Linked DNA regions of Mus musculus: regions 2, 3, 4 and 5 are each linked to region 1. The links are chromatin contacts, called in public Hi-C, HiChIP or PLAC-seq and promoter capture Hi-C maps. All regions are on one chromosome and are shown on one strand. Each heading gives the region's core, a stretch centred on a gene start, on an enhancer-like site or on the middle of the called end of the contact. The rest is flanking DNA. Distances are from core to core; before and after follow the strand shown. Region 1 holds the start of Jmy (junction-mediating and regulatory protein). Region 2 has its middle 18 kb from the start of Gm41019. Region 3 holds the start of A630019I02Rik (RIKEN cDNA A630019I02 gene). Region 4 overlaps Tent2 (terminal nucleotidyltransferase 2). Region 5 has its middle 45 kb from the start of Gm41020.

The links. Promoter capture Hi-C pulls out the DNA fragments that hold promoters and counts their contacts. Hi-C and Micro-C count contacts between places; a contact is called where the count stands out from the background. HiChIP or PLAC-seq counts read pairs in DNA pulled down with a chosen protein or histone mark.
Region 2: a contact with region 1 is called in an H3K4me3 HiChIP or PLAC-seq map of pro-B cells, with 5 times the contacts expected there. The contact joins the enhancer-like site here to the promoter of Jmy in region 1. A contact is called at or near these places in 9 of 39 promoter capture datasets (the 3T3-L1 cell line, the C10 cell line, hippocampal neurons and 3 more), 1 of 15 datasets of contacts at CTCF or cohesin (large pre-B cells), 7 of 484 Hi-C or Micro-C datasets (embryonic fibroblasts, embryonic stem cells, muscle stem cells and 2 more), 16 of 115 datasets of contacts at active chromatin or transcription factors (the 230-238 cell line, T-cell acute lymphoblastic leukemia, astrocytes and 10 more) and 2 of 9 other capture datasets (embryonic stem cells and liver).
Region 3: a contact with region 1 is called in a promoter capture Hi-C map of pre-B cells, with 5 times the contacts expected there. The contact joins the promoter of A630019I02Rik here to the promoter of Jmy in region 1. A contact is called at or near these places in 9 of 39 promoter capture datasets (the C10 cell line, the HPC-7 cell line, embryonic stem cells and 4 more), 1 of 484 Hi-C or Micro-C datasets (Th1 cells) and 3 of 115 datasets of contacts at active chromatin or transcription factors (memory CD8 T cells, regulatory T cell precursor and thymic regulatory T cells).
Region 4: a contact with region 1 is called in a promoter capture Hi-C map of liver, with 2.8 times the contacts expected there. The contact joins the enhancer-like site here to the promoter of Jmy in region 1. A contact is called at or near these places in 8 of 39 promoter capture datasets (the 3T3-L1 cell line, 3T3-L1-derived adipocytes, the C10 cell line and 3 more), 12 of 484 Hi-C or Micro-C datasets (CD8 T cells, the G1E-ER4 cell line, LSK cells and 9 more) and 6 of 115 datasets of contacts at active chromatin or transcription factors (the 230-238 cell line, astrocytes, embryonic stem cells and 3 more).
Region 5: a Hi-C map of bone marrow-derived macrophages shows a contact between it and region 1, with 5 times the contacts expected there. The contact joins the enhancer-like site here to the promoter of Jmy in region 1. A contact is called at or near these places in 4 of 39 promoter capture datasets (the C10 cell line, HPC-7-derived erythroid cells, fetal liver and 1 more), 4 of 484 Hi-C or Micro-C datasets (the N1E-115 cell line, bone marrow-derived macrophages, macrophages and 1 more), 6 of 115 datasets of contacts at active chromatin or transcription factors (the 230-238 cell line, T-cell acute lymphoblastic leukemia, bone marrow-derived macrophages and 3 more) and 1 of 9 other capture datasets (macrophages).

The regions. Positions count from the first base shown.
Region 1 is chr13:93,498,035-93,501,534 of GRCm38.p6, reverse strand. It overlaps Jmy (junction-mediating and regulatory protein), which reads left to right and starts at 1,727. Exons shown (of 11, transcript NM_021310.3): 1 at 1,727-3,233. The coding sequence starts at 2,229.
Region 2 is chr13:92,986,012-92,989,511 of GRCm38.p6, reverse strand. No RefSeq gene overlaps it. Among named protein-coding and RNA genes, the nearest start is that of Gm41019, 18 kb to the left of the region's middle. Within about 2 kb of position 1,536, at least 40 of the 459 cell types and tissues checked have an H3K27ac peak or open chromatin away from gene starts, as enhancers often do. A contact at or near this core is called in hippocampal neurons, pro-B cells and uterus, where this site is marked.
Region 3 is chr13:93,092,935-93,096,434 of GRCm38.p6, reverse strand. A630019I02Rik (RIKEN cDNA A630019I02 gene) reads right to left here and starts at 1,602. Exons shown (of 4, transcript NR_046182.1): 1 at 1,272-1,602; 2 at 696-721; 3 at 384-580. It overlaps Cmya5 (cardiomyopathy associated 5), which reads left to right. Exons shown (of 13, transcript NM_023821.3): 2 at 1-3,500.
Region 4 is chr13:93,176,078-93,179,577 of GRCm38.p6, reverse strand. The region is part of intron 4 of Tent2 (terminal nucleotidyltransferase 2); the gene reads left to right. Among named protein-coding and RNA genes, the nearest start is that of Tent2, 15 kb to the left of the region's middle. Within about 2 kb of position 1,782, at least 6 of the 459 cell types and tissues checked have an H3K27ac peak or open chromatin away from gene starts, as enhancers often do. A contact at or near this core is called in liver, where this site is marked.
Region 5 is chr13:93,241,760-93,245,259 of GRCm38.p6, reverse strand. No RefSeq gene overlaps it. Among named protein-coding and RNA genes, the nearest start is that of Gm41020, 45 kb to the right of the region's middle. Within about 2 kb of position 1,984, at least 40 of the 459 cell types and tissues checked have an H3K27ac peak or open chromatin away from gene starts, as enhancers often do. A contact at or near this core is called in bone marrow-derived macrophages and macrophages, where this site is marked.

The DNA.
Region 1 (3,500 bases), core at 478-2,977:
AGACTCCAATTTGCAGTGGGTTTCTTTCCTTTAGCATTTTATTTATTTTTGTGTTGCTGGAAATTGAACTCAGGATTTCATGAGTGCTTTGTAAGTACCCCAAGCACTGAGTAACACCCCAGACCCCTCTCCTCTCCTCCCCTCCCCCTCCTCTCCCTCTCCTTCCCTCCTCTCCCTTCCCCTCTTCCTCCTCTTCCCCTTCCCTCCCTCTTCCCTCTCCCTCTCCCTGTAGACCAGCTGGCTATGAACTCCCAGAGATCTGACTGTCTCTCCCTACTGAGTTGTGGAATAAAGGAGTGGGCCACCATACTTGGGTCTCTCCCAGCGTTTTCAAAGGTGCTTTTGATTTGCACGGAAGAGCTGACACATATGTACAAGCTTTGAAAATATGCAGCTCATTATAAGAATTCCAAAAGGTTGAAGTCATTTTTATCTTTTTCTGAATCTTGCTGTGTGTGTGTGTGTGTGTGTGTTTGGTCCAAGAGTAGGCATGGGTTTCAAAGCAGATGTTTAAAGTTTAAAATGTTCAGCAAGGCGGTGGTGGCACACGCCTTTAATCCCAGCACTTGGGAGGCAGAGACAGGCAGATATCTTAGTCCGAGGCCAGCCTGGTCTACAAAGTGAGTTCCAGGACAGCCAGGGCTACACAGAGAAACCCTGTCTCCAAAAAACCAAAACCAAAACAAAAAAAAAAGTTCAGCCAAGAGATAGGTCTAAAACTTTTGACTATCAATTTAGATGTCAGGCCAATACAAAACTGTGTGTAGCTGACAACGTGAGGGTGACTCAGATGATTTTCACACGTTTTAGAAATGTGGCTTAAAGTAAAAGAACTAATTCCTATTATACATTAGTGCCTGCTTGATGCCTTAGACACTGACAGGAAAGATGACGCCAATAATATAAAGTGGATTATAAACCTACTAGACAATATTAGGAATGTTTCAACACAATTTAGTATGAATAATTGGATTTTTCTGGCTGGTTTTTGAAACAAGGTCTTTTGTAGCCCCTGCTGGCCTTGAATTACCATATCTGGTTGCCTCTACTCACCAAGTGTTGGGATTATAGTTATGCACTGCCTTGCCAGGCTGATAAAAACTTTTTGTTTGTGCTTTCTGGGAACTCTGATAACTGAATACAATGTCAAAACTTTAGTGCAGTGACTGCCCAAAGAGATTCTCAGAACAGTACACAACGAGGAAAGCCGAAGCAATAAAAGAAGGATAAATTGAGACAAATGTTCACGCTCTTTAGGACGTGACTGAATTTTCCTACTGTTTTCGTATTCTCCTGAGTTGTTTTGCATACATGTCTAACTTAAATTGTGTCTGAAGGATGTCAGGGGAGAATGGAACCCTTTGGCTTAGCCTTGTAAAGCAAGGCAGAGTTCCCGGACTGTTTAGGACGCGTCTGAACACAGTTGGCGATCCAGATTCACTTAGGGTGAAGGAGGGCTACATCAAGGTCCTTGAACAAAGTCTCAGAGTCCCTCTGCCTTTGCTCCTCTTGCCGGGGGTTCAAAGCAACCTGTGCGGCCGGGCACACCAGTCTCTCATCTTGCAGAAAAGCGTCATCCCGCAGCCACAGACTCCGGGCCGGGAAAAAGGGGGCAGGGCTGGGGCCAGGAACGCGGCGGCGCGCAGGCGCGGCTGGAGGGACGCGGAGGGGGGCGGGGCGCCGCCGGGCGGGCGGGACGCGCGCCGCCGCTCCCGTTGCCGCTGCTGCCGCCGCCGCGTCAGCAGCGTGCCGCACGTGCCCGTGTTTACGTCCCTCGTGGAGCCGCAGACGTCACAGCCGAATGGCAACATTGTGGCGACGCTGAGACTAGCGCTTTAGGAGTCTGCTTTCTGGTTCTGGTTCTGGCTGGCTGGGCGCTGTTGGCCGGGGGCAGAGGGGCGGCGGGGAGGTAGGCCCCGGCGGGCGAGCGGCGGACGCGCGCCTCAGCACGCAGCCCCGCGGCTCCGCGCAGGCCGGTCCGGCGGCCCAGGGCCCTGCGCTGCGGCAGCGAGCGGCTTGTAAACAGATCCGGCCGCACGTGACCATGTGAACTACCTGCTCCGGGCCGCGTATTGTCTCTTCTGAGAGCCGCACCACAAAGGAGCCGGTGGGTGAGCGGCCGGCGCGCTAAGATGGCTGCAGGCGCCCCGCAAGGGTGAGCTGGGGGCGCGGCCACCGCGGAGACTCGGCCGGGCGGGCGACCCCCCTCGCCGGGCACCGGAGCTACCATGTCGTTCGCGCTGGAGGAGACACTCGAGTCCGACTGGGTGGCGGTGCGGCCCCACGTATTCGACGAGCGCGAGAAGCACAAGTTTGTGTTCATTGTGGCCTGGAACGAGATCGAAGGCAAGTTTGCTATAACCTGTCACAACCGGACGGCCCAGAGACAGAGGAGCGGTTCCCGGGAACAGGCGGGGACGCCCGCGTCTGATGGGAGTCGCGGTCCGGGCAGCCCCGCGGCCAGGGGTCGGTCAGAGGCCGCTGCCTCTGCTACAGCAGCGCTCCGGAGTCCCGGGCCACGGAAAAGCCAGGCCTGGGCCGAGGGCGGCTCTCCGCGCAGCGCGCGCAGCCTGAAGGGGGATCCTCCTCGGGGTCCCGCGGGCAGAGGACCGGAGAGTCCTCTCCGTAGCCCCGCGCGGGCTAAGGCCAGCCCGCTCCGCAGAAGCGCCGAATCCCGAGATGCGACCGCCAGTGCCACGCCAGCCCCGCCGGCGCCCCCGGTGCCCCCGGTGTCGTCGGTGCGGGTGGTGAGTGCCTCCGGGGCGGTCTCCGAGGAGATCGAGGTCCTGGAAATGGTGAGGGAGGACGAGGCGCCACAGCCGCTCCCGGACTCGGAGCAGCCGCCGTCTGCCGCGGAGCTGGAGTCTCCGGCCGAAGAATGCAGCTGGGCCGGGCTTTTCTCCTTCCAGGATCTGCGAGCCGTGCATCAGCAGCTGTGCTCGGTAAACTCCCAGCTGGAGCCGTGTCTGCCGGTGTTCCCCGAAGAGCCGTCAGGCATGTGGACGGTGCTGTTTGGGGGCGCCCCCGAGATGACCGAGCAGGAGATCGACGCTCTATGTTACCAACTCCAGGTATACCTGGGCCACGGCCTGGACACGTGTGGCTGGAAGATCCTTTCTCAGGTTCTTTTCACCGAGACGGATGATCCGGAGGAGTATTACGAAAGCCTCAGCGAGCTGCGGCAGAAGGGCTATGAAGAGGTGCTTCAGCGGGCCAGGAGGCGCATCCAGGAGGTGAGTGCGGAGTCCGAGCAGCGGTCCTAGTTTTCACGTCTCACTGCCAAGTGTTGGAGCCTGGGTTTGGGGTCTGCGAAGTGTCTTCTTTTCTAGCCGCGGGAAAAGGAAGAACAGGAGGGCTCCTGATCGGCTTTCTTTACTTATCTCAGCGATGGATCTTTGGGAAGTTTTGAGTTTTTTTACCCCTCCAAAAAGTACCCAGTTTACTAAAAATACAGGTAGAGATAAAAGCATTTAGAAAAACAGGTATTCTGTAATCTTAAA
Region 2 (3,500 bases), core at 287-2,786, 510 kb after region 1:
TTCTCTAGGGAGGGCAGACCATGGTACCATTTGTCTAAATAATTCTGGGAGCATCCTCTGCAGTTACCTCCTGATATGCTATTGCGGTCCAAGGACCTGTAATCCAAGCACTCTGTTTAAAATGTTTATTAGAGAAACTAATTAATAAAACACCCATCCCCCCCCCCAAACAGAGGAGTAAACAATTCAGGAGACCGAGAAGCTAGACTTTAGGGGAAGACTTCCTGTGTAAGCCTTGCTGCTAACAGCCCTAGGTTTCTTGTTTTCAATAGATCATTTGGATTTTAAAACTAGCACACAGAAAGATAAGTTATAATCCATAATTTGAGAGAGCTTTATCATCAAGTGCTCAGAACACTACGAAAACAGGGTGGTTTGTTTAATCTTCAATCCTGGGCATCAAACTCGGGGCCCTGTTTATACCAGGCCAGTGCCCACCTGTGAGCTATCTGTTTGGTCTGGAGCTCTCTGGACTGGGTCTCACCATTTAGCTAAGGCTGGCATTGGTATTGCAAAGTTGGCACAAACTCCAGATCCTCCTGCCTCAGCCTACTGAATGCTGGCATTGGCAGATGTGTGCCAGTGCACCCAGAGAAAAGCAGATTCCTAAAATAAAACCTGCACAGCAGACACAACTGAGAGTGGGCGCACTCTAATCAGGGTGGGGGGAAGGAGGCTCAGGAGCTCCGGGCCTCCTCTTAGGAGATGCACCAAACCAACAGAGGTGGGAAGGAGGTGGGTTGCTCCCGAGGAGAGAACTGCGGAAAGGACGTCCAGAACTGCTTGGTTTTGAGGCCTTTCATAACCGGCTGCCTTATGTTGCTGTAATTTCCAACACCACAGCAACAGCCTTCCGCTCCATTGGAGCTGGGCATTGCTGAGAACAGTAAGCTCGGCGGCTCAGAAGTGATCACTCTGATCCCTTACAGGAGACACCAAACTGACGATCAGGCGGAAACAACAGGATTACCAGCAGCTCCTACAGCCACACTGAACAGGAAGCAGTTCTAGGTGCAGGCAAAGCTGGATAAAGGAGCTCTAATTGGTTTTTAAAAGGGGGGCAGGGTGGGTAGAATATATAAATTCATGTCATTGAAAATCCCAAGGAGGCCCAGGCTTGCATTATTATTTTTACTCTCTTCCTATCATCCTTTTTTTAAATGACAATATGCCTCTGTTCTAGCTCCTCCAACAGAAGAATTTCTCTCCTAATTCCACCGACTCTGCAGTTGGCTGATGGTATAGCTGCTCTCACTGTCTACCTCTAAGCTGATCTCTATGGTCAACATGTCATTCTACTCTGATGTTGAGAACTGAGTCCACACTCATTTTGAGTCACAAGGAGAGAAAACAACACTTAAGCCCCCGGAGCTGAAAACAGGACAGGCTGGGCTGCCCACAGGATTGGGGACCACACAGTCTGCCCACAGGAGGACTGAGGCTGGGCTGCCCACAGGAGGAAGTGGGGCCGAAGCACAGGCAAGGTGAGGCCACTGGAGAGAGCAAGGCAGGCAGTTCAAGGAGAAATTAGATGTAGTCACCAGTGCACATGATCTGGAGAGGCTGGAGATGAAGTGAATGTCTGTGGACTCTAGACAGGGTGTCTGACTCATCTGTTCTCTGAAAGGTCAGAAATATGGGAGGGAGACAGATGGCTAGTGGATGCGAGGGTGAGTGGGAGTTTCAGAGACAGAGGCCAGGGGCTGTTGTCTATAGAAGTCTTTAGGGAAGGAAAGAACAACTTGCTGGGCCCAGATTCTGCCTGCTAGTTAACTGGATGAGGCGGCGTGCCCCACGCTGGGAGGACCGACATCAAGACTCTTCGCGTTTCTGTCCTCAAGGTCCCAAAAGAAGCTTGCAGCATAAATGCAAAGAGGGAAAGGGAAGAAAGAGTTCCTGACTCCCAGACTTTAGAGAGGGACAGGCAACGGTGAGGAGCTGACACTGTCATAAGCATCACGGAGGGGATGCCGGGAATGCCGGCGTCAGTCCAAGATCCAGAGAGGTTTTCCAGGGAAGGGGGTGCCGGAGTTCAGCTCTTTTAGGAAGCATTATGAAGAGATGAGGGGACAGGAAAGAGCCACACAGTTTCTTACTGGGCTCACCAGTGGGTCCCAGGGCCTCACACAGGAGCTTCTGAAAATGTTCACAGGCACCGCACAATTAGGCATCACTGGAGGTCACTGTAGCCCCAGGCTTGCTATGGTGTGGGAGAGAAATGGATGGAGTCAGCGGCAGAAACAAGGCAGGTGAAGAGAGACCCAAGAAAAGACAAAGAGAGTAGGTGGCTGCACAAGCAGATTCGAGGAAAAGGTGGGAGTTTGGGGACGCCCCCACTTTCCAGGGCACACCTATTGCAGAGCCCATTTCTACCCTTCCAGCCTAGAATGCCTCCCCACATCACCCGAGCCTGTTGCAGCCAGCAGAAACAGGCAAGGTAACAAAACGCAACACAAGCAGATAAGAACCTGGGGAAAAACAGTCACTTCTGAAATACCACAGCTTTTCTTTCAGAGACAGGCGATTAAAAATAAGGCGGAAAAGAATACCCCAAACCACGGACAGTGAGCGTCCAAAGTGGCAAAGTCTGTGTATAACACTGCCCTCTGCTGGCCATAGCTGGACCTGCAGCTGAATGGCAGAGGCACCTGGTGAATTGGGCTTTGAGTCACCTGTCCTGCTCTTAAGAAAGAACTGATTCCGCAGCTTTGGCTTGTAAAGTTTCTAGTTGACTGTTCTAATAAGGTTTCTAAAAACCTTAAGGGAATCGATGAGGGTTTGTTTGTTTTGCATTTTGATGTACGTGTAATGGTCACAGTCGCTTAGAGATGGGCTATAACCATAGAACAGTCTCCTAGAATTAACTAACTTTCAAATAATGTCTGATAATTCCATGAAGGTAACAGTAATGAACGACATGAATAGCATGTGTATTCATTGGCATCCTCTGTACATTACATTAAATTTTATATGTGTGTGCAGGTGACATATGAGGGGGGAAAGAGAGAGAGAGAGAGAGAGAGAGAGAGAGAGAGAGAGAGAGAGAGAGAGAGAATGAATATCATTCCACAGGCACAGTCCACCTTTCTACCTTTCTAATACTTTTTAAGACAGGTTCTCTTACTCACTGGCCTGGAGCTTGACAATTAAGCTTTGAGGACTGGCCAACCAGCCCCAGGGGCCCACTTGTTTTTATGTCCCCAGCTCTTAGATTATGGGTACCAAGTCCACCCTGTGGAGGGGAGAGCAGAGATTCCGATGGCCAGCTGCCCATCTCCACTATCTCTCCAGTATAAGATGGTTCACTGCTCTCTGGATCAGCTATCCCAAGGGCCTGTCAGCATTGAGTCCTCTGTGAGATTCTTTTGTTGCTGATGAAGAACTTCTGTTTCCTCCGTCTTATTTAAACCACAGGGTGATCAATGTCACGGGGCGCACAGAGCCCTGACCCGTGTCTCACGATGTGTTGACACATGAGAGTTTCTTTCACTCTATCTTGT
Region 3 (3,500 bases), core at 353-2,852, 400 kb after region 1:
AGAGCCCATTCTACCAACACAGATGACATTCACACCTGAACGTATCACTTTGTCCGAGGAAGAAAGAGAAGAAAACGAGTCTGTTTCTACCGATTCTGCTTTTGTATCTGAGTATTCAGTCCTACAGGATTTGAACCATACACCAGAGAAGCTGGAAGTAGAGGCAGTTTCTGTATCTGATGTGAAATCTAGCAATGAACCTGCAGTCTTTTCAGAGGACGACGAGGAACGTGAGTCTTATTCCCCAGCTATGACCTCTGTATCTGAGCAGTCTCTTTCTCCATCCACCACTGAGAAGACATCTGCCATCCAGTCCCCACTCTTTTCAACAGTTTCACCAGTCCTGTCTGGAGATGAGGCCTCAGAGAGCGTGTGTCACTCACCAGAATCTGAATCTGCGGCTGAGTATTCTGTTCCAGCACATGCGCAAGAGTTGCTGTTGAAAACAGGTGACCACAAGCTCCCATTAAAGTCCCAACGTGTTTCTGAGCCCATCATTCAGGCAGAAGATGAGAAAGAAGATATTGGGCTACTTCCCCCAGCAGCACTGAGCCAGGCAGTTCTATCGGAAGATGAGAGTCTAGGAAGTGGAAGTTTCGCATCAGATTCAAAGCTGCCATTTAAACCCTCGGTTTCACAAAATGCAACACGGGAATCCCCCCAAAAAACAATAGATGACATGCCCCAATTCAAACCAAGAGGCCTTTCTGATCCTGCAACCCTGTTAGAAGAAGAAAAGGAAGCCATTGGAGTTGGGCTATCTTCATCCAATGAGGTCTCTGCAGTGGAATGCGCTCTCCCCCCACAAACCACTGAGCTGCTTTCTGAAAGCCATGCCCCACCTCCCTGGGCCATCTCATCCGAACAAGTGGTCCAATCAGAAGAAGGGAGCAGAGACCAGCAGCGGGGCTCATTCTCTTCCACACCAGAGCTTGGCCACACATCTCCTCTGCTTCTAAAGGGTGCCTCCTCACCCACAGGTCTATCAGAGCAAGGGCAGGAAGAGGACAATATTGGGCCCCTTTCCCCTGATTCTGCATTTGCGTCAGAATTCTCATTCTCACCCTATCCGACTCAGGAACTAGAGAAGAGAGAGCTGGGGCGGGATTCTCCACTGTGCTTAACGTCCCCCTCTGAGCAGACTGTTCTGTCTGATGAGGACACGGAAGAGGCTGACCTCTTTTCTCCGGATTCAGCATCACAGGTGTCAATCCCACCATACCGAATCGCAGAAACAGAGCAAAACAAGGTCGAGCCAGACGAATTACTACCTAGGAGGTCTGCTCCAGACTATCCCTACTTCTCAGAGGCAGATGAAGAAGAGGCGGGGTCCTCAGTGGTCACGCCTGTGCCTGAGCATTCTGAGCCATCGCAGGAGCGGGAGGAGTCTTCCCCTTGTAGGCCTGTGTTCGAAGATCTGAGCCTGCTACCTTCGGCAGATAAGACCGGCCAAGCAGAAACTATGTCAGATGTTCCAACAATTTCAACCTCTGTGTCTGAATATCTCATCCTGGCACAGCAGGAGAAAACTCAGGCATCTTTGGAGCCTGAGGCTGAAGATTTGGTACCACCACCAACCAGTGGATGGGAGAAGAGAGATGCAAAGAGTAGTCTGCCAGCAGTTACAATAGCAGCTTCCTCTTCTGCACTCTCATCAGTGGTAAAGGAAGAAACCACATCCGTTTTGCCCACCTCTCAGCCCTCAGTTTCACCCGAGTCAACCTGTGTGCTTAAGCCAGAGCAGGAGCCCACAGCACCTCTCACTCTAACAAGTGCAGATGAACAGATGGCTTTGCCCAGAGTCGGAAGGGAAAAAGCTGTGCTGGATTCTCAAGAAGCGACAGCACACAAATCGCAGGATCAGACACCAGAGCCTCGGCTCCCAAATGTTCCAGGGTCTGGGATGAAATATTCAGTTTTGTCTGACTTGGGAGATGAGCCAAAGGCGGATGTCAAACTCAATTTAGCTCCAACTGTGACTTCTGAACTAGAACAGAGAATGTTGTCAAAGAATGAGCCTGAAGTGGCAAAACCACACTCACCTCCAGAGGAAACATCTATTTCTGGACCTAAGGTTTTATCTGCAGTGAAAACGGAAGTGAAACAGGAGTCCAAAATAACCAGGGAACTTCCTGCGGCTTCATCGGGGAGAGAGAGGGGAGCAGAACACAGTCCACCTGCACCACCTGCACTTCCAGCATTGATGGAAGAGATGGGGAAAGACACAGAAGCCAGCTCTTCTGCCACCACAGTGCCAGTAACTAAGCTTGATTCAAATTCAACTAAATTAGGCAGGGATGAAGTCCTGACAGATCCATCTCTTGCCAGCCCTGTGGAACACCCAGGCTTAAAGGGAGTAGGGAAGAGCGAGTTAGGCAGTGGTTTGCCTTTGCCCAGCATGTCTACCTCAGAGGTGTTAAGGCCTGAACCCAAACTTCCTGTCAACTCAGGGGTTGAGGTAGAGAGAGAAGACAACGAGCCACCTCCATTGCAAGTGTCACCCACATCCAAACCCACGGTGCCAAATGACAAACACGAGGAGATAACAAGGTCTCCTGATTCTGAAAATGTAGTTTCAGATGATTTAGCTCCAACATTACTGGCCCTCAGACATGAGATGAACAGGCAAGCAGAGGAGACATCTTCTCCAGTGCCGGGGAGTTTCCTGTCAGGAGAGCAAGAGCTTATAAAGCTCCCCCCAGAGCCTGAGAAGCACAAACAGTTATCAGAAGTACCAACTGCTGGGTCAGAACTCATTGATAGTAGAGATAGAGATAGATCCTTAGGTATAGAACCAGTAAAACCCATCGGAACGGAACCAGGGCCTTCTATCTTAGAAAAGGGCCCCGCTGAGCTTCAGAGAAGAGGAAAAGAACAAGAAGAAAACAGGAAGCTTCCTGTGCCTGCCTCAGCTCCATTAGAGACTGCTTCTTTTGACCTCCCCATTGAGCAAAAAGAGCCTAAACGGACCCTTCATGAGGGCCAAGCTGTTGAGGTGCCTGATGAGAGCAGCTCTTCTGCAGATAAGCCAGAGCTGGGTGTTAAACAATTGGCAGAGAAGAAGGAGAATTTGGAGCAACCCAAGCCATTTGTGACAACTGAGCGTGCCAGTGTTACAGGATCAAAAGTGAAAGAGAGTCTCATTTCTCCAAAGGACAACACCTGGATGCTGGAAAAGCCAGATGGCTTAGTCAATCAGCATGAAGATAGAAAACCAGGAACTGGGCAGCTGGAGTCCTCTGAGAGCACTGATCTGATGTCAGAGAAACTTGGGGCTGCTCCACTGGATACAGATCACACATCTGAAACCAGAAACCAAGAAACAAGCAAAGCACCAGTGTCTGGTGAGAAGCTATCTCAGGAACCCAGAAGGGTTCAGTCAAAGGCTGTAGATGATTCTGAGGAAGGGAGAAAGCTAGCCTCTGGCAACGTGGAAGTACTCACCCAAAGTAAATCTGTCCCTGCTGTGAAAGCAAAAGCCACACCTCAACCTCCAGAGA
Region 4 (3,500 bases), core at 533-3,032, 320 kb after region 1:
TTTGGGCTATTTGCTTTTTTCCCTCCAGTTAATAAAATGTGAAAATAATTTAACTTGTTCATATATTACAGACTGGAAGCTGTATTTGGCCTGCGGGTTCTATTTATCAGCCTTCAGGATAAATAAAATCTAATCTTTATGTGATATTAAAACTTTTACACTAGCCATTTTTACTGAATTTATTACAAACTTGGGTGCCTGTATGTTCTTGTTATAGCAAACTATCTACCCAAGATGCAATCAGTACTCTTAGTAAGTCTCTCAGCTTTAACCATTCCAATATTATATTATTATAATATGCCAACTGATCATATCCTATGACCAATTACTTTAGTCCATACTTCTCCCTCTTTTTAGTTTTGGGTTAACTTCTGGTTGTCATGTGTTAGTCATGAACATATATTTACTTCTTTTTTTTCTCCTCCGACTATTCTTGATCTTTCACTTTTCCAAAACACACATTTTCTAATTTCTAGAAAGAAGCCTTCTGCTTTTAAAAAAATTATTATATTGACTCTACATATCCTCTCGAGAATTGATATATTTACCAGTAGTTTGTTAGTATGCTATATTTTTATTTTTGTTTTGAGATAGGGAATCGCTCTGTAGATCCTACTGACCTCAAACTCATATCACTTCTGCCTCTAGCTCCCAAGTGCTGGGAGGACAGCCCTTGAGCATACCAGGCTTACTTCTCACATATTTAGATGTCTCTCATGTCAGTATTTGTGAATTCCAGTCTATATGTTCTACATAACTTTTGAAAAATAGATTTATCAATAATTTCATGTACTTTGCTGCTGTCATAAATTTTTTCTAAAATAAAATTTTTAGTGTTCATATGTATGATTTAAATTGTTATCTTCCCAATGAGTTAAAATGAGAAAAGGCCTTTAAAAATATGTTAAAATGTCCTCATGTCTCCATGGAAATGTGCTTTATCGTAGCAATGTTTCTCTGCTCATTCTTTTCTTAGAAAAACATTATGGAAATTATTTCACTCTTTTTCAGGTATTATTTTCAAACCTCTTTTTTTTTTTTAATTCTTTTCAATTTTATTCCTTTTCTTCCTGAGATTTTAGTTCTCTCTCTTCTCTTTCCGCACCCCCTTTCTCTCTCTCTCTCTCTCTCTCTCTCTATCTCTCTCAATCAATGTGTGTGTGTGTGTGTGTGTGTGTGTTTGATTAAGATGGCTACTTCTGTGCTGCTTTGAGATGGAGAAAGTTGGGCAGGTCGGCCTCACAGCTCCAGGCTCTGTCTCTGTTTCACTTCTTTGTCTAGAGCAGGAACTTTGACTTTTCTATCACTGATGCTTTAGACCAGATATTCCCAGGGGACAGGTAACCTTATGTCCTGTAGGATGGTTAGTTGTATCCCTTGTCTTTTGAGGCTAGTTACATAACTCTGCCCCGGTTATGGTAACCAAAATAGTTTCCAAACATTATCAAATACCTTCAGTAGTCAGAATCATTCTAGACCTTTCCTCTGTTTCTCATGGCTTTGCTCTGTTTAGATTTCAGTGCCTGACAATTTTTTGCTTGTTATACAAGGGACTTTCCTTTAAAGTCTTTGAACTTTCAAAGGACTGCTTGCATTTGCTTTTAAATTATAGCTTGAGAAGGTTTCTACTAGAATTGTATACTACATCAATTGTATTCTACATCAACAGTGAACCTTCAGTTTGGAGGGAAAGAAGCAAAAAGCAGTAGTAGCTAGAGACCATTTGATCTCTGAGTATTGGATTCAAGGGCTGTCCTAGCTCTGTTTCCCTTTCTCCTATTCACTGTTTTGATACTGTGGCAATCTGGTGTTAGAGTTTGACCTTTACAGGTCAGAAAGGGTTCATGGAGGATACTCAGTGGTTTATGTGTATTTGTTGCCAGTGTTTGGTTTTGGTTTAGTTTAATCTACTTTATTCTCCTGGTTGTTCTGTCTCTTTTTGTGGGGCAAGTATTTACAGATTTAAAAAAAAAAAAATCATGGCAGTTTCATGGTCAAGTTGTCAGCAGCTCTCTGAATATGATATTAAAAACAAATCTTAAATGAGACTTTTGGCTGGTTATAAATAGACTATGGGGAGGCCAAAGAAGGAGAAGCTGAAGAACAAAAGAGATTGAGAATTGATAGAGTTGCTTGTGCTCCTGAGGCACAGCAGGATTGGATATAAAAGTATTGGTAGAGGGAATAGATTTGAACATAGCAAGAAGGAAATAGGTGAGATTTCCTTCAGTAATATTAATTTGTAAGTCTTAGCAAGATGAAGAATTGAATCTGGTATTTTTAATTTTCTTAGGTTTTTCCCTTTTTTCTTTGAGACAGGGTCTCATGTAGCCTAGGCTGTTCTGGAATTCCCTATGAAGCAAAGGATGGCCTTGAACTCCTTGATCCTCCTACCTTCATCTGAGTGCTGGGATTTGCAGATGTGCACAACTACGCTTGGCTTTTCTTAGAAAATTTTAATGTGAGCTTATCTGCAAGAGAAAGTAAGTTTAGGGGCCTTGAAGAAGGCAGTAAACATTTTGGAATGGAGTAGTGAAAAGTGGGAACAGTATTAACCAGAGACATCAGAATAAAGGCTAAGGATACAAAGCTAGGCCAACCCTTACACCATACATTTGAAAGACTCTACTTTCTAAAAAGCTTAGCTTTGTCTTTCTGTATATGTTAGGTTTAAATTTTAAAGAGAAGGCAGTGTTGTACTGCCTTCAGGTAGACATCTTGCAGCACAGGAATTAGAGCATGAGGGGTAACTTTGCTACTCCATGATATAACGGAGGAGTTCAGAGATGCATTCTGGGATAGTGGTTGTATAGGGAAGGACATCAGGATCACTTAGGTGCTGATGGGTTGGAAGAAAAAGGAGGTCTCAAGGAATTCCTGACTAGGTCTAGAGAAGATATTTTAGAGGTGGGGGTGATAAGAAAATGAGTTGAATGGGAAATTAAAGCGGAAGCAGTATATTAGAATTTAAAATACCAGGACTAGAATACATAGCTATGAGAGTATACCAGTGGAAAATATTATATTAAAAAAAATTCAGAAGAATATGTTGTGATACATGTAGCTCAGTACATATAAGGGTATTGCTTACCATCCTATCATCCTATGTGACAGTGAGAGTTGGTGTGAAGCGATAATGTTAACTACGTAGGTGCCTAAACAAAGGAAGATCAGCAGAGGCCAACCTCATCTCAAGACATCAGGGTTCCAAGAAAGCTATGAAAGGTAGAGGGTAGTTTGTGTGAATATAAAAGACTTCCTAAAATCTGTTCCATGCAGTATTATTTATTCCACAGTGTGACTGTTAGAGGTTGAGCAAACTTCTCAAAAGGGACCTGTAGTGAATATTTTAGAATATGTCATGTGTATGTGGTTCCTGTTGCATATTCTTACTTTTTCATATTCTTATTCACTTGGTTTCCTGACTCTTAAAAGCATACAATTTTATCCTCTTTTCATGGTCCACATAAAAGCAGACAGTGATGAAAGGGTTTTAGTTT
Region 5 (3,500 bases), core at 735-3,234, 260 kb after region 1:
TCCCAGCACCCACAAGACAGCCCACTATCATACATAACTCTCATTCCACCTTCTTCTAGCCTCTGTAAGCACCAGGTCCACATATGGTACATATACGTATATGCAGGAGAGTACACACACACACACACACACACACACACACACACACACACACACACACACAACTAAATAAGACATAGCAAATGCTCGAGCAATGCTCTAGCTGGACACGCATCTGACAGACGTGACTCAATACACTAAGGACACATCTGTGTAGTCTTTTTTACTGTACGGTCATCACAATGGCCAGGAAATGGAAACAACCAAAGTGTTTGTCAGCTGATGATATAGAAAATGTGGTTCTGTGGACTAGTCTCTGAAGAAAAGATCGAATCTTGTCATCGTCAATGAGGTTAGAGATCATTATGTGCAGTGAAATACAGCAAGCACACAAAGACTAATACTACATTACATCATTTTACCTATATGTGAATAAAAAAGGTTGACCACAGGCTGGGGAAATAGTTCAGTCTACCAAGAGCCCGACTTGGAAGTTGAGAACCTGAGCTTGATTCCCAGAACCCTGGTGAAAGCAGTGAAAGGTGGGGTTGGTGGCATGCCCCTGTAATCTGAGCCTTGGGTGGACTGAGACAGGTGAGTCCCTGAAGCTGAATGGCTGGCCATCTTAACTGCTTCCCCTTACTGAGAAACCTTGTCTCAAAAAAAAAAAAAAAAAAAAAAAAAAAAAAAAAAAAAAGAGGTAGAGAGCAACTAAAGAAAGCAATAACATCTGATGTTGACCTTAGCCATCTACACCCCTCTTCCCCCCACACACCATACACACATACCACACACACACACACCATACACACACACAAAATACACACACACATCACACACTACACACACACCATACACACACACATCACACACTACACACACACACATCACACACATACCATATACAGACCACACACACACATACCATACACACACACACTACACACACAACACACATCACATACACACCATACATACACACACACACATCACACACATACCATACATACACCACACACACACATACCATACACACATATACCACACACATCACACATCACACATCACATACCACACACACATACCACACTCACACCACACATACACCCACATACCTCACAGACTGACAAGAATGGAATGGTGATTGCTAGAGATGAGAGGGGAGAAGGGAGATGATGAAACTCGGTCAGTAGGTACCAAGGTATAACTAGAGTAAGAAGTACTGGTGTGCTGTTGTAGTAGGGTTACTGTAGAAAGAAAATATTGCTGCATACTTCAAAAAGGTATAAGAAATGATTTCTGAGTGTTTTACTATAAAATTGTAAATATTTGAGGAGTCATGTTTAAGTTGAGCTAAACATTTTACAATATATACATATATTGAAACATCACAGAGTTCCCCATAATGCATACAACGTGTATGGTTTCATGTACCAGTATGTACTTATATGGTTTTATATTTTATTAACAATAAATTTGCCTTAGAAAAGGAGAGTAAAGGGTGTATTGCAGTGGTAGAGCTCTGCCAAGAATATGCAAGGAAATGCGCCACATAGTACAAAACACCAGTTTGATCCCCAGTATCACACAAAAAAAGTATTTACAAAAAAGTTAATGCAAAATAATAACTGTATTACTAAAAAACACAATTATTCAAAACATACTTATGTGAAACAGAAACTTTTAGTTTAAACGTATTTTTAAGAACAACTATAACTTCAAAATATCTTTGGTTTTTATATTGTTTAATTTTAATTGTTAAATGTATTTATAGCTCAGGGAAATTTTTGAGTCAGTAACCACCATTCTAAAGCTTGCTTCTCTAATTGCAGTGCTAGAGGCCACCACAAGGGGGCATGCAAAACTGTTGTTTCCAGGAGTGCTTCTGAAGTCACTGAATCAGACTGTTGTCAGAGCTCAAATGACCCAAAGGTCATCAAACCCACACTTTTGAACATGAAACTGAAACTCAGAAAGAAACCTAGTTTGTCTGGTATCACATGGCTATCCATAAATAGGGACAGAGCAGGCACTGAACGTACAGCTCAGTGGTAGAATATAGGAGCTCTGGGCTCAGTATACACACACACACACACACACACACACACAATACCGCACTGTAAACAGAGATATCCTTGATGTCATTTGGTTTCTCTTGTCTAGCACCAATTCAGTTCCTCTTCAACAGCATCCCTTGGCAAACGTCTGCCATCTTTGATAAATATCTATCCTTCCAGCCCATAGAAGCCAAGAAACCTGGGGGAAGTTTCTTGAATGCCTTCCTGGAATAATAGATAATAAGTAACATTCTAGAGCCCAAAATAGCGTGTGCTCTTCCCACTGAATCAGTTTCAGCAAGGAAACCATCATTGTCACCATCGAATGCACACTCTGAGGGCACTGTAGCTTCTGTCTCTTTGCTTCAGGAGCTCCTTTCGATCACTGTTACTATTTGTCTATCTATGGTAGATAAGCAAACCCTGTGTGTATTGATGTTGAACAGTTTACTTTGACTCACTGTAGAAAGGATGGTCTAGGAGATGTGGAATATGCAATGTCTCATCAATTAAATTTTTTTTGTAGCTGGAACATTTAGAAATCTCACTAATCTTCAAATATACAATTTATTATGAACTGTAGCTACCATCATGTAGAACAGCTCTCCTACTTATTCCTTCTAACTGAAAAATCTATCTTGATTTACTAAATCTCCCCACTTAGGTTTTTACTCTAGGACTTGTCCATACACACAGCAAGACCCATGCATAGAATTGTTTTATAGCAGTGTTGTTCATAAAGAGACAACTGAACAGTTTAAGTGTTCACCATCAGTTGAGCGGGTACCTAAACGTGGTCTACTCACAGTGCTAAATACTATGGAGTAGCAAAGCTGAATGAATTATACTTTAGTGTATCAACGGTTGAAGAACTAACACCGTGAACAAGTTACACATAATCCCACATACATACACTGCAAGCCAGGCAGAACGGGGTAACAAATGCATAGTGGTACACATAAATAATTTTAAAAATTAGAAGTAAGGAATGATTAAACAAGTTTTAATGTCTTAGTTACCCAGAAAAGAAGGAAAGGGGCATCAAGCATAAAAGAAACGTTGAAGATACTGACAGTATTACTTTATAATTCTTAAGATGCATCGTAGAGACTTTTAAATTTTTAATTTTATGTTCTTGTTTTAATGCCACACACACTCCCATTGGACTACAAGAAAGCTACGAATGGCAGGCAAAAATTTAGAAGGTAGTGGAGCTGGAAAGAGGAGCGTCCTCTTGTGCCACCACCCCCCTTCAATATTTCCCATGTTTAGGCTTGCAAGCTTAATTCAGTTCTGAGGACAGATGGCAGGGGAGCGAGGCTTGGGGACCATCTTTGAATCAAACGAGAGTGTAACCTTTTGATTGTCAATGGTACTGGGCTGGCAGATATCTGAGCAGAGGCA